Linked DNA regions of Pan troglodytes: all the other regions are linked to region 2. The links are chromatin contacts, called in public Hi-C and HiChIP or PLAC-seq maps. All regions are on one chromosome and are shown on one strand. Each heading gives the region's core, a stretch centred on a gene start, on an enhancer-like site or on the middle of the called end of the contact. The rest is flanking DNA. Distances are from core to core; before and after follow the strand shown.

What was found. Hi-C and Micro-C count contacts between places; a contact is called where the count stands out from the background. HiChIP or PLAC-seq counts read pairs in DNA pulled down with a chosen protein or histone mark.
Region 1: a contact with region 2 is called in an H3K4me3 HiChIP or PLAC-seq map of stem cell-derived excitatory neurons, with 12 times the contacts expected there. The contact joins the promoter of ZSCAN16 here to the promoter of ZSCAN31 in region 2. A contact is called at or near these places in 3 of 7 Hi-C or Micro-C datasets (blood, induced pluripotent stem cells and stem cell-derived neural progenitor cells) and 1 of 1 datasets of contacts at active chromatin or transcription factors (stem cell-derived excitatory neurons).
Region 3: a contact with region 2 is called in a Hi-C map of stem cell-derived neural progenitor cells, with 2.7 times the contacts expected there. The contact joins the promoter of LOC112209458 here to the promoter of ZSCAN31 in region 2. A contact is called at or near these places in 2 of 7 Hi-C or Micro-C datasets (blood and stem cell-derived neural progenitor cells).
Region 4: a contact with region 2 is called in an H3K4me3 HiChIP or PLAC-seq map of stem cell-derived excitatory neurons, with 5 times the contacts expected there. The contact joins the promoter of ZSCAN9 here to the promoter of ZSCAN31 in region 2. A contact is called at or near these places in 1 of 7 Hi-C or Micro-C datasets (blood) and 1 of 1 datasets of contacts at active chromatin or transcription factors (stem cell-derived excitatory neurons).

Annotation. Positions count from the first base shown.
Region 1 is chr5:34,056,531-34,059,230 of NHGRI_mPanTro3-v2.0_pri, reverse strand. It overlaps ZSCAN16 (zinc finger and SCAN domain containing 16), which reads right to left and starts at 1,415. Exons shown (of 4, transcript XM_009450707.4): 1 at 1,294-1,415; 2 at 146-559. The coding sequence starts at 532.
Region 2 is chr5:34,301,047-34,303,746 of NHGRI_mPanTro3-v2.0_pri, reverse strand. ZSCAN31 (zinc finger and SCAN domain containing 31) reads left to right here and starts at 1,415. Exons shown (of 4, transcript XM_016955100.4): 1 at 1,415-1,499; 2 at 1,678-1,768. The coding sequence starts at 1,736. All of the region lies in intron 1 of ZKSCAN3 (zinc finger with KRAB and SCAN domains 3), which reads right to left.
Region 3 is chr5:34,146,146-34,148,845 of NHGRI_mPanTro3-v2.0_pri, reverse strand. It overlaps LOC112209458 (large ribosomal subunit protein eL30-like), which reads right to left and starts at 1,365. Exons shown (of 3, transcript XR_010157937.1): 1 at 546-1,365. TRNAS-GCU (transfer RNA serine (anticodon GCU)) reads right to left here and starts at 670; the gene lies at 589-670.
Region 4 is chr5:34,166,158-34,168,857 of NHGRI_mPanTro3-v2.0_pri, reverse strand. It overlaps ZSCAN9 (zinc finger and SCAN domain containing 9), which reads right to left and starts at 1,364. Exons shown (of 5, transcript XM_009450713.5): 1 at 884-1,364.

The sequences.
Region 1 (2,700 bases), core at 166-2,665, 240 kb after region 2:
AATTATTTAACATAGGTAGTCAGGTCCCTTCCTATGCCTTGTTCTTTAGAGGATAAATATTTTCAGATGTTCTTTCATATGCCTTTTGCTTTGGCTCCGTCCATATCCCCTGATCACTCACAGCCAGATGACTGCCCCTTCACACCTGCTTTCCAGGTTCATCAAGCTCTCTCTCCAGATCCTCCAGTACCGTCACTGCCTCCTCTCCAGTCTCTGGATGGTGTGCATGCACCCATGCTTGCAGGTCTTTAGGAAGAATGCTCAGGAACTGTTCTAGCACCAGCAGGTCTAAAATCTGCTCCTTGGTGTGGCATTCTGGCCTCAGCCACTGACGGCAGAGCTCCCACAGCTGGGTAAGAGCTTCACGGGGTCCAGGTGCATCCTGATAGCAGAGCTTCCTGAAGTGTTGTCTATAGAGTTCCCTCCTGTGAGGACTGCACTTTTGTGAGCTGGAATCCTGTCGCCAGTAATGGTCCTCTGCCTTAATTATCAGAAGTCCTTTTTGGTCCTCAGGTTCCAGGGCTGTGGTCATTCTGGGCTTTGCCAGGAGATTTATCCTCTATATGGGATTGAGTCAAAGAGAATCTCTTAGAATCCTGCCTCAGAGACACTCCTAAGGCATAAAAAGTTGTTACCATAGAGAAATTACAAAAATTTCTGTGAACATAAACACATCATAATGAAGCCAAGCCACCAGAAGTCAATCAGAGAAAACAGTCTTATAGGAAGCTGAAACAAAACAAAACAAAACAAAAAACAGTGACGCAGGGATATGATTTGAATCTGTGCTCTATTGTGTAACTTAGAGGAAGTTATTTATCTGGACTAGAACTACAGATCCTCAGGTACAATTCTCATGTGTGTTACTGGGTTGATATACAGATTACATGAGAACGTATGCAACGTCCCTGGCATGGCAGCGGGCACTAGTAAGCACTAAATAAATGCCAAGTATTATTAACGGCTTTGTTAAAAGGCTTTTCATTCTGTTACCATGAGATGCACGGGCCAGCTTGTGCCCCCAGGATTCACTGGTTATAGGATATGTGTGCCAACCCTGGAAGGGGATCAGACAGATGCCTCTGCAAAGGAACCCGCAACCAGTGTCCCCCTTCCACCCATCCTCTCCCGGAAGGTTGGGCCAACTCCTCTCCTGTAGATCTGTTGGGGGACGGAGGGAGGGACAGGAGTGTTACACTCTGCCCGCGACAGGGAGGTGTGGGGAGGGTGTTGCTGCTGACCACAGCTGCGCCTTGTCCCCTTTTCTCCACCTGGGAGCCGGGAGACACTCACCTTACGCGCAGGGAGGAACAGGTGCAACAGCTAGCGTCCTTTGGACAGCCCCGAACAAAGACTAGACTCAAAGACACCAATCGGCGCCCGGCCGCTTCAGCCGGGCACTTCCGGGCCGCTCTAGGAAGCTTCGCCTCTGTGGCAGCTTCAGGGCTTGCCTCCTCGGCCCTAGCCAGTGGAGGACCCGGCTTTTACGCCTCGTATTGATGGGACTGCGGGATCTGCGAGCAAGTCTTATTTATACTTCTTTAAAACGTTTTTCGGTTTAATTATTGAGTAATATGGATAAGTAATGCATTCACATACATTTATTAAAAAGAGTAAATGTCCCCCAGCGTCTAGTTTGACAATATTTTTCGTGACTTGTATATCCTTCCGTAGATATATTACACCGTTATAGATTGTCCGCGCTTTTTCCCCTCTGCACAAACAGTAGCACTTCTGTACCTTTCTTATTTTTCTTTTTACCAAGTGGTCTTGGTAAAGGCTGTACATAAGTGTTTCCTTGATCTTGCTCTTTTTTAAACAACTGCACGGTATTCAACTGTGTATTATGTTCTATAATTTGTTAATAAGTACCCCATTGGTGGTCATGAGGTTGTTTCCAATTCTTCTTTTTCAAACATTGCTGCAATAACTTACTGTGAACTCACATCATTTTTCATGTGTAAGGATATATCCATAGTCTGTATGTCTAGAAAGGGAATTACTACAGCATAGAATAGGGAAATTTGTACTTTTGTTAATGCCAAATCACCATAGAATCTACTAGCAGTATTCTTATTTACCTATACTTGTCAACACAGTGTTATAAAATATTTTGATCTTTGCCAAACTGATGGGTGAAAAATGCTCTTAGTTTTTTACTCCCTCTTCCCCTTTCTTACACAAATATTGATTTATCTACTATGCCAGGCACTATTGTGGAAGCTGGAACTAATTTTGAGCAAAACAATGCTCTTCCTTTCATGGAATTTATAATCTTGTGTGTGTGTGTGTGTATGTGTGTGTGTGTGTGGTGGGGAGGCAGGCAATAAACCAAAAAATATACATAGTGTGTAGACGGTGGATATCAGTTCTAAGGAGAAAATAAAGGAAATAGGGAATTTGGGGTGAGAATGAAGTGATGCAATTTAAATAGGATATTCATGGAGGACCTGACTAGGAAACTGACATTTGAACAAAGATTGAGGGAGCTGAGGGAATGGGCCATCAGGGATAAAGATGTTTCAGGGAGAGGGATAACAAATGCAAAAGCCTGGAGTGGAGTGTGTTTTAAGTATTTTGGGCAAAGGAAGGATGCTTGTTTTTCTGGAGCTGAGTGAGCAAAAGATCGTTGGGTGGAGAGATAGTGAGAGCCTTGGGTGAGTGCAAGGGTATTTTTACTCTAAAATGATAAAATGATAA
Region 2 (2,700 bases), core at 166-2,665:
AAACCACCTTCCTGGCAGCCAAACAGGCTATTCAGCAGGCACAAGCCCTATGGGTAGCTGATCAGGGGCACCCATTTAAACTTGATGTGCATGTGACCAGATAGTTTTGACTGGGGCTTATGGCATCACACAGAGCTCTTTAGAATGCCAGTAGACTTTTGGTCCCAACTTTGGAAGGGAGCTGAGCTCCAGTATTCCTCGACAGAGAAGCAGTTACTAACTGCATATGCTGCCCTTTAGACTCGCGACAGCCTGGCAGGATGGGCTACAGTCGTCGCGCGCATGACTTACCCAATAGCAGGGTGGGTATGCTCATGGGTAACAACCCACACACTGGGATGGCACAGACATCCACTTTTGTAAAGTGGGGTGCTTAAGCCTACTTGGAACAGCAAAGTATGCTAACTCAAGTCCCTTAGAAGCACAATTACAGGAAGTCTTAGGACCTACAGTCCTAATGCAAGAGAAGGTTATGGGACCTGAGGCACCCCTAGATCCTGAGCCTTCACCTTTTAAGGAAGGGCATTCCCGCATTCCCAATGGGGCATGGTACACAGATAGGTCTAGCCAGGGTGCTACTGCTACCTGGACTGCTGTTGCAGCCCAGCCTAGTACCAACACCCTATGGTTTGATACCAGGTATGGACAAAGTAGCTAATAAACTGAACTCAGGGCAATGTAAATGGTGATCACCAAGAAGGTGACACCTATGGTAATCTGCACTGATAGCTGGGCAGTTTATCAAGGCTTAACCTTGTGGCTAACTACCTAGAAGTTATAGAAGTGGCTAGTCACTGACCCATGTAGGGCCAGGCCATGTGGCCAGATCTATGGGAGAAAGGATGACTTCCTCCAACCAGGTATGGGGACAAACAGTAACCTGTTGTTGCCCGCCCCAACACCCTAAAGGTAGGGAAGCAAAAACCCTGGATTAATATATAAAGCAACACTGGGGTAACATCACCATGTAGTGATTGCTCACTATAACCTGAAATTATTGCTCCCTGTATTACTGTGGCCCAAGTGCCCAGAGCTTATGTGCCAGGCTTATGTGTCAAGCCTCTATGTATACATTGGGCCTGTGTGCCCAGAGCCTATATGTCAGACTTATGTGTCAAGCCTGTGTGTATCAGCCCTGGGTGCCCAAAGTTTATATGTCAGGCCTGTGTGCCAAACCTATATATTGGGCCTGTGTACCCAAAAACCTATGTCTCCCTCGGCCAAGGGGGTGGAGTGTAAGGTAAATGGATGTGCTTTGGTCAAGAATAGGCCGAGGCAGATATGCAGGCCAGCGTGACTCAGCGAGTTTGGAACGCAGGCGCACCACTCCACTTGTTATATAACCTGTTTGTGTAAGCTCATACTTGGCTTACAGCCACTATTGTCTGTAAATGGTATAACTGCCCTGCTGACGCTGTACATAGGACTTGTGCCCAGAGAGAGAGAGAAAAACTGCTGATCCTGTAAGAGAGAACTGGCCATCTTGCAGACAGACAGAGGTGAGCCAGGAATTAACAAGTGTGCCAAGGAGTACAGCTGTAAGTGTGGGAGCAGCAGGAGCCACAGAGCCGTTTGCTGAGAAGGGCTGCGGTCGGAGGAGGCAGCCGAGACAGAGGCAGACAGTGTGAGAGCTGCAGCAGCTGCTGCTGAATAAAATCATATTTTACCTGCCTACAGCCCCGAGTGTTCTTTCAACTACCTGCCACCCATCCAACAACTCCCCTCGGACCTCAGTATGGACTGGAACCTGACACTTGGCATGACAGTGGTAAGTACCATATACATGTTGGCTAATAGTATAATTCACTGGTCTTTCTTTTTTTAAATAAGAGTAGGCCTGGTGGTTCTGTTCTTGACCTTTTCTTTTCTCTATCCACAGTCTTCCCCAGAACTATCTTTAATCACTCGCAAGGTTTTAACTTCTATTTCTAGGCTGTAGACTCCTGATCCCTATCCTGAGCTGCCTTCCAGACAGTCCTATATGGAAATCTTGCAAACAAATCCAATTCAATATGCCCCAAATCAAAGTGATTTTCTTGCTTCCTAATCTACTCCTTCCTCAGTATGGTATTATCTAGAAACAACAGCACCAGCCATCAGGTTTCGTCAGAGTCATCACTTTGTAATGGATGATTTCTGTATTTTAGGAGGGAAAAGTAAGATATTCTGAAAGACAGCCTATCCCAGAAGCCATGAGACCTGGGCCTGATCTAAGAGGGAAGGGAAACCTGAGATTCCTGTGAACCAGCTGGGACTAGATTTTAAACTAGAAGTGAGTGACTGCAAAATTATTTGACTGGACTCGGATGTCAGTAAGTCCCTCTTTACTCAGTGGAATGGAGAGGCTAGAAAATGTAAGGCTGGGCTGGGCGCAGTGGCTCACGCCTGTAATCCCAACACTTTGGGAGGCTGAGGTGGGCACATCATGAGGTCAAGAGATCGAGACCATCCTGGCCAACATGGTGAAACCCCGTCTCTACTAAAAATACAAAAATTAGCTGGGCGTGATGGCATGCGCCTATAGTCTCAGCTACTTGGGAGGCTGAGGCAGGAGAATCGCTTGAACCCGGAAGGCGGAGGTTGCAATGAGCCAAGATCGCACCACTGCACCTGCACTCCAGCCTGGCAACAGAGCAAGACTCTGCCTCAAAAAAAAAAAAAAAAAAAAAGAAAAGAAAAGAAAAGAAATGTAAGGCTGGT
Region 3 (2,700 bases), core at 116-2,615, 150 kb after region 2:
CATTCTTCTTTCCTTTCTCAGGAGGAAATGCTTTAGTACTAACTAGAAATGTTCTATGGAATGTATTTGTAAGTTTTGTTATATCTCTAAGAGACACTCTCACTCTCCTTCCTTTTTCAAAGATGGAATCCTTAGGCAATAGTGACTGCTTTAAAAGTTAGCATTAAGATAATAAATGAAAATTGCAGTAGAGATATACAATTAGGCTGAAAATGCCTTAAGTAACCCATACGGTTCAATACCCATAATGTTGCATATGTAACTCTTTATGATTTTATAAGTACCTTTAAATTTTTCAGGCAATGTTTTTCTATAGCCCTCAATTAAATCTTCAATTGTTTCCTCAATGGGGAATCCCGCTAAGCAAAACTTGTGAAGGAATGAAAATTTGCATGAGAATGAAGCCTGAATCAAATAAATCAACTAACAAATTACATTCACAGCCAAGACAAGTGTTACTAAAGAAGCAGAGAACAGGAAAGATCAGAGGGAATTATTGAAATGGCTGGTGAATACGGAATGAATTTGCCAAATAAAGTGCTTACCATATCATTTGTGATTCCTGGAACAAAAGGCTTGCCATGCAGCCGACGAGGATGGGATTCGAACCCATGTGTGCAGAGCACAACGGATTAGCAGTCCATCGCCTTAACCACTCGGCCACCTCGTCACACGAAGAATCAACAAACTGAATTTCTTCGTCTGTGTAGTGCTCCCAGTGAGTCTTGTAGAAACATGATCTAATCGTTTTTTCCTGGTTTAATCCCCATAACCACAGTCTGAGTCAGGTGTCTTAATTAAGACGCATTTCACAACCACCATAAAAATGACGACTGTCACTTAGAGTAGTGAAGTTACTTGGCAAATATCTAATAATAGGTTGAACCAGTGCTGGCATTCATTGGTAGACAAAAATCACCTGCTTTTTTGTTGACCCGGCTCCAGCTGGCCGCCCTGTATGCCCCTCGAGACACGCTGGGACCTTCCCCGGGTCCTTCTGCCACTTTATTCTGCATTCAAAGGGTTGATTTGCTTCCCGATCTAAACTTTGTCCTTAGATTCCTGTTTTCTGTGACGTACCAGAAACCTGACTGTAATTCCTTTTCATTTGCTTCTGTAATATGCCCGAGGGCCAGGAGATGCCCTCCTTTCTCTTTTGTTACTTTCTCTAGGAGTTGGTGTTGATCAGTCTATGATAAATCAGCAACAGGTGAGAACATGTTTTTTTTACAAAAATTAGAGGCGCGCAGGCACCCCGATGGCACTCCTCTTGCTTTGGTTAGGACAGTGAAAGAAAGAAAGTCTTTTTGTGTTTAGCAGAAGATTGGCTCAGTCCAGTTGCTACCGACACTGGGAAGGGCCTGTGGGGTGGGTAACCCCCTGGTGCGGGAGTCAGGATGCCTGGTCCTAATTGTGGCTCTTAACTAAGCCCACTCACTAAATCCAACCCAACTTGAGAAGCAGAACAGTAACCCCTAACGTTCCTTCCAGCTCTGACAACCTCAATTATAAAATGATCAGCAAGAAAAGAAGCCTGAGGCTGTGTGCGGTGGCTCACGCTTGTAATTCCAGCACTTTGGGAGGCCAAGACGGGTGGATTGTTTGAGCTCAGAATTTCGAGACCAGCCTGGGCAACATGGAGAAACCCTATCTCTACAAAAATTGCAAAAATCAGCCGGAAGTGGTGGCCCGCACCTGTGGTCCCAGCTACTCAGGAGGTTAAGGCGGAGGATCGCTGGAGCCCTGGGGGCGTCAAGGCTACAGTGAGCCCTGATTGCCGCCATTGCACTCCAGCCTGGGCCACAGAATGAGACCCTGTCAAAAAAACAAACAAACAAACAAACAAACAAAACAAAAAACAAAACAAAAAAAAAACTGGAAGGAAGGAAGGAAGATTCTTACACTCGTTAGAGTTTGTGTGCTTTTTGATATTTGGTGCAGAATTTTGGAGGGGAAATTTTTCTTTTCTACCAGAAGAATGTTGGTGCTTTTTTTCCTCCCTGTGAAATGTCCTATCTCTGTTCTCAGCTTTGTTGGGAGAGGCTCTTTTTTATTCTCACACCTGTGTTAAACATTAAAACCACCCAATGTCCACCAAAGTGGAATACTTGGTTAAATAAATTATGATTAAGCAAAACATTAAAGTGGTATGTGATTATTAATAGGAATAATGCTGTTCTATACATAGTAGTTTATAAATATTTTCCCACTTTTTTTTTTTTTTTTTTAATGAAGTCTCGCTCTGTCGCCCAGGCTGCATGCAGTGGGGTGATCTCTGCTCACTGCAACCTCCACCTCCCGAGTTCAAGCAATGCTTCTGCCTCAGCCTCCCCAATAGCTGGGATTACAGACACATGCCACTATGCCTGGCTAATTTTTGTATTTTTAGTAGAGACGGGGTTTTGCCATGTTGGCCAGGCTGGTCTCCAACTCCTGGCCTCAAGTGATCCGCCCCCCTCGGCCTCCCAAAGTGCTGGGATTACAGGCATGAGCCACTGTGCCCAGCCTATTTTCCCACTTCTAAGTTTTTTTAAAAAAAGGCAAGTTGCAGAACAGTATGTATAGTACGGTTGTTTGTTTTAGATGATAGAGAGTTTAGATATTTAATGTTGGTGAGGGCCATTTAGCTTCAGGCTCAATTTTAAGAAGGTTCTAAACATAGACTTTTCATATTATCTTTAAAGAAGTATTATGTATGTG
Region 4 (2,700 bases), core at 115-2,614, 130 kb after region 2:
GGAGCTTTCCACACCGCCCTGCTGCTACTGAAGAATAACAGTCAACACTGCACAAGTCTACAATATGCTTTCAGATACAAGACTATATTTCATCCTCACAATTACCCACTGAGGTTTTATTATAATAATTATTTCACTAGATAAGAAATGGAAGCCAGGGAAAGTTAAGTAGATTGCCCAAGGTCAACTTCTTTTTGAGGACAATCCTAAGAAGCCAAAGAAGCCCAAGTTTTCTCCACAGACGCAGGAAGCCCCTGAAACCCATGGGGGTGTTCCCAAAATGTGTGTCTCCAAAATGTCAGGAAGCACAGCGCAGCAGCTGAATTCCAGCTTGAAAGGCCCTATGGCAGACATCTGGGGAATCTGAATTGGGAGGTGGAGAGAAGTACAGGGAGACCCAGAATATGCCCTTTAACGGGCTCCTCAGTGATTTGTATGTATTATAAGGTTTGAGAATCAATGAACTAAGGAAAAGGGAATCGGGAACTGCTGCATTCTGCGCTTGAAAACCAGTCCATTCAACGCCCCTTAATTTGCTTTCAGAATCTAGAGGTAAGAGGATATACAGGTTCTCCATCGTGAAGGCTGCCAAAGTCTTAATTGTCCTTAACTTCCTCTCCCGGGTGTTTCTTTCCCTGAGTCCTAAGCCTGTTGTCGTTATTCACCGAGGTGACCCTTCAGCCTCGCAGTCCTCCTACAACCCTTTCTTGTACAATGTCCCCACAGCTGGGGATGACCACTCTGGTCTAGGGGACGCCCGAAGCCGCCCGGCACTGACCGCCGCCCCCTCCTCCGGCTCCCACTTCCCAGCGGCTGAGGTTCACTTTCCACACCCCTTTTCCAGCCCCACCCTCCCTGACCCGCCTCCATTCCCGGTCCTCACAGCCAACTCACGAGACCCGGAACGCGCAAGGAGGGAGAGGGGGTTACCGGCCCGGCGTTGCTAGAAGCGCGGCACGAACAATGGCCGGGCAGGGAAGAAAGATGCCGACCTCTCCTCGAAGGCGGACGGAGCAGAGGCACTTCCGGGCCGGTCTAGGATTCCATGTCTCGATGTCCGGCGTTCACCTTGCTTCGGACTCAACCCCCAATTTCCTGGCGTCCAGTTCTTTTTCAGCAGTGAATCACATAACCAGAATGTCATACGTGTGTGGGCCGCACACAGGTTTTAAACGGAAAACGTTGTTGAAGCATAGACCGTTAACTATTGAAAATGCTGATTTTTAAAAGCATTTTTAAAATTAATACATTATTTATGGTTTAAAAACCCTCAGACAATACCAAAATTAATAAAGTAAAATGTCAAACCCCACCTACCCCTCCTTAGTCCCACTCCCCGAGGCAGCCACTGTCACCGTTAGCCTGGAATTTGTATATCATTGTGATCCTCTCTCACACACACAATGGCATTATTTTATATTTAGCCTTTTCTCCCCCGCTTATTTTAACGTTTTCACTTCATGTATCCTAAACAGCTTTACTCATCATGTAAGTCTAACTTATTCTATGGGTGCATAACAGTCCATAAAGCAATTTATTTGTCCAGGCCCCTATGTATTCTTTATTTAGGCATCTGCCTGCGTGCTTGCCTTCTTTCCTCCCTCCCTTCCTCTTTTCCTACCTTCCTCCCTCCCTTCCTGCCTTTCTCCCATCCTCCTTTCCTTTTCTTTCTTTCTTGTTTTTGTTTGTTTTTTGGTTTTTTTGCTGTAAAAGTTTTCTGGAGTTTTAGTGATAATAATACAAAATCAAACCAAAACCAATTAAATAAATTTGTCACCCAGGCTGGAGTGCAGTGGCACCATCATAGCTCACTGCAGACTGCAACTCCTGGCTCAAGCAATCCTGCCTCAGCCTCCTGAGTAGCTGGGACTACAGTCACATACCACCATGCCCAGCATTTTTTTTTTTTTGGTGGGGGTAGAGACCAGGGTCTTGCTTTGTTGGCCAGGCTGGTCTCTAACTCCTGACCTCAAGTGATCCTCCCACCTCCGCCTGGCAAAGTGCTGGTACAGGCATGAGCCACCATGCCCAGCCTTAAATAAATTTTATTGGTACAAAAGAGCATAATTGTAGGTACTGTTAGTCATTCATCAGTTTTACTATGCCAACCAGAATGATGGTGTCACGTAGATTAAACTATATTCTGTTTGTTTTAACAGAATCTTATCATTTATTTTATTAAAGCAGTAAGAAAGTATCTTGTGTGTTAATGGAGGCTCCATGATCTGTTTTAACTCCAAAACGGTAGTAGCTCGGAAAATTTCTTTATTATTTTCCTCAACCTAGCCTTCTGAGGGCATTAAATAAACCCAAGCTTTATGCTTTACTTCTTTTTCTTTCAAATATCCAGTAAGTATATAATCAATAAGAGCAGTAACATGCAGAAAATTTGCTCAAAAATCCTCATCACTTTTTCTACCATACCATGTTCACTTGCAAATCCCTCATTACAAACTTTCCTAACAAACTATGAAATGAGAGTAAATGCTCAATTTCTCTTGGACTTGAATAGACTGTTTAAATATGTTATTATTTTCCATTTTGTATGACCATCTGTGACAAGTAAATGCAATTTAATATTTGTATGAAACTTCTTAAATGTCTCACTGGCAGTTGGTTAGGGTCTCTCACTGGTTTATATGTGCTTGCTAAGTGGGTCAACTATAGGGCTCAGGCAGGCTCCAGCCCAGAGTCAAGTGG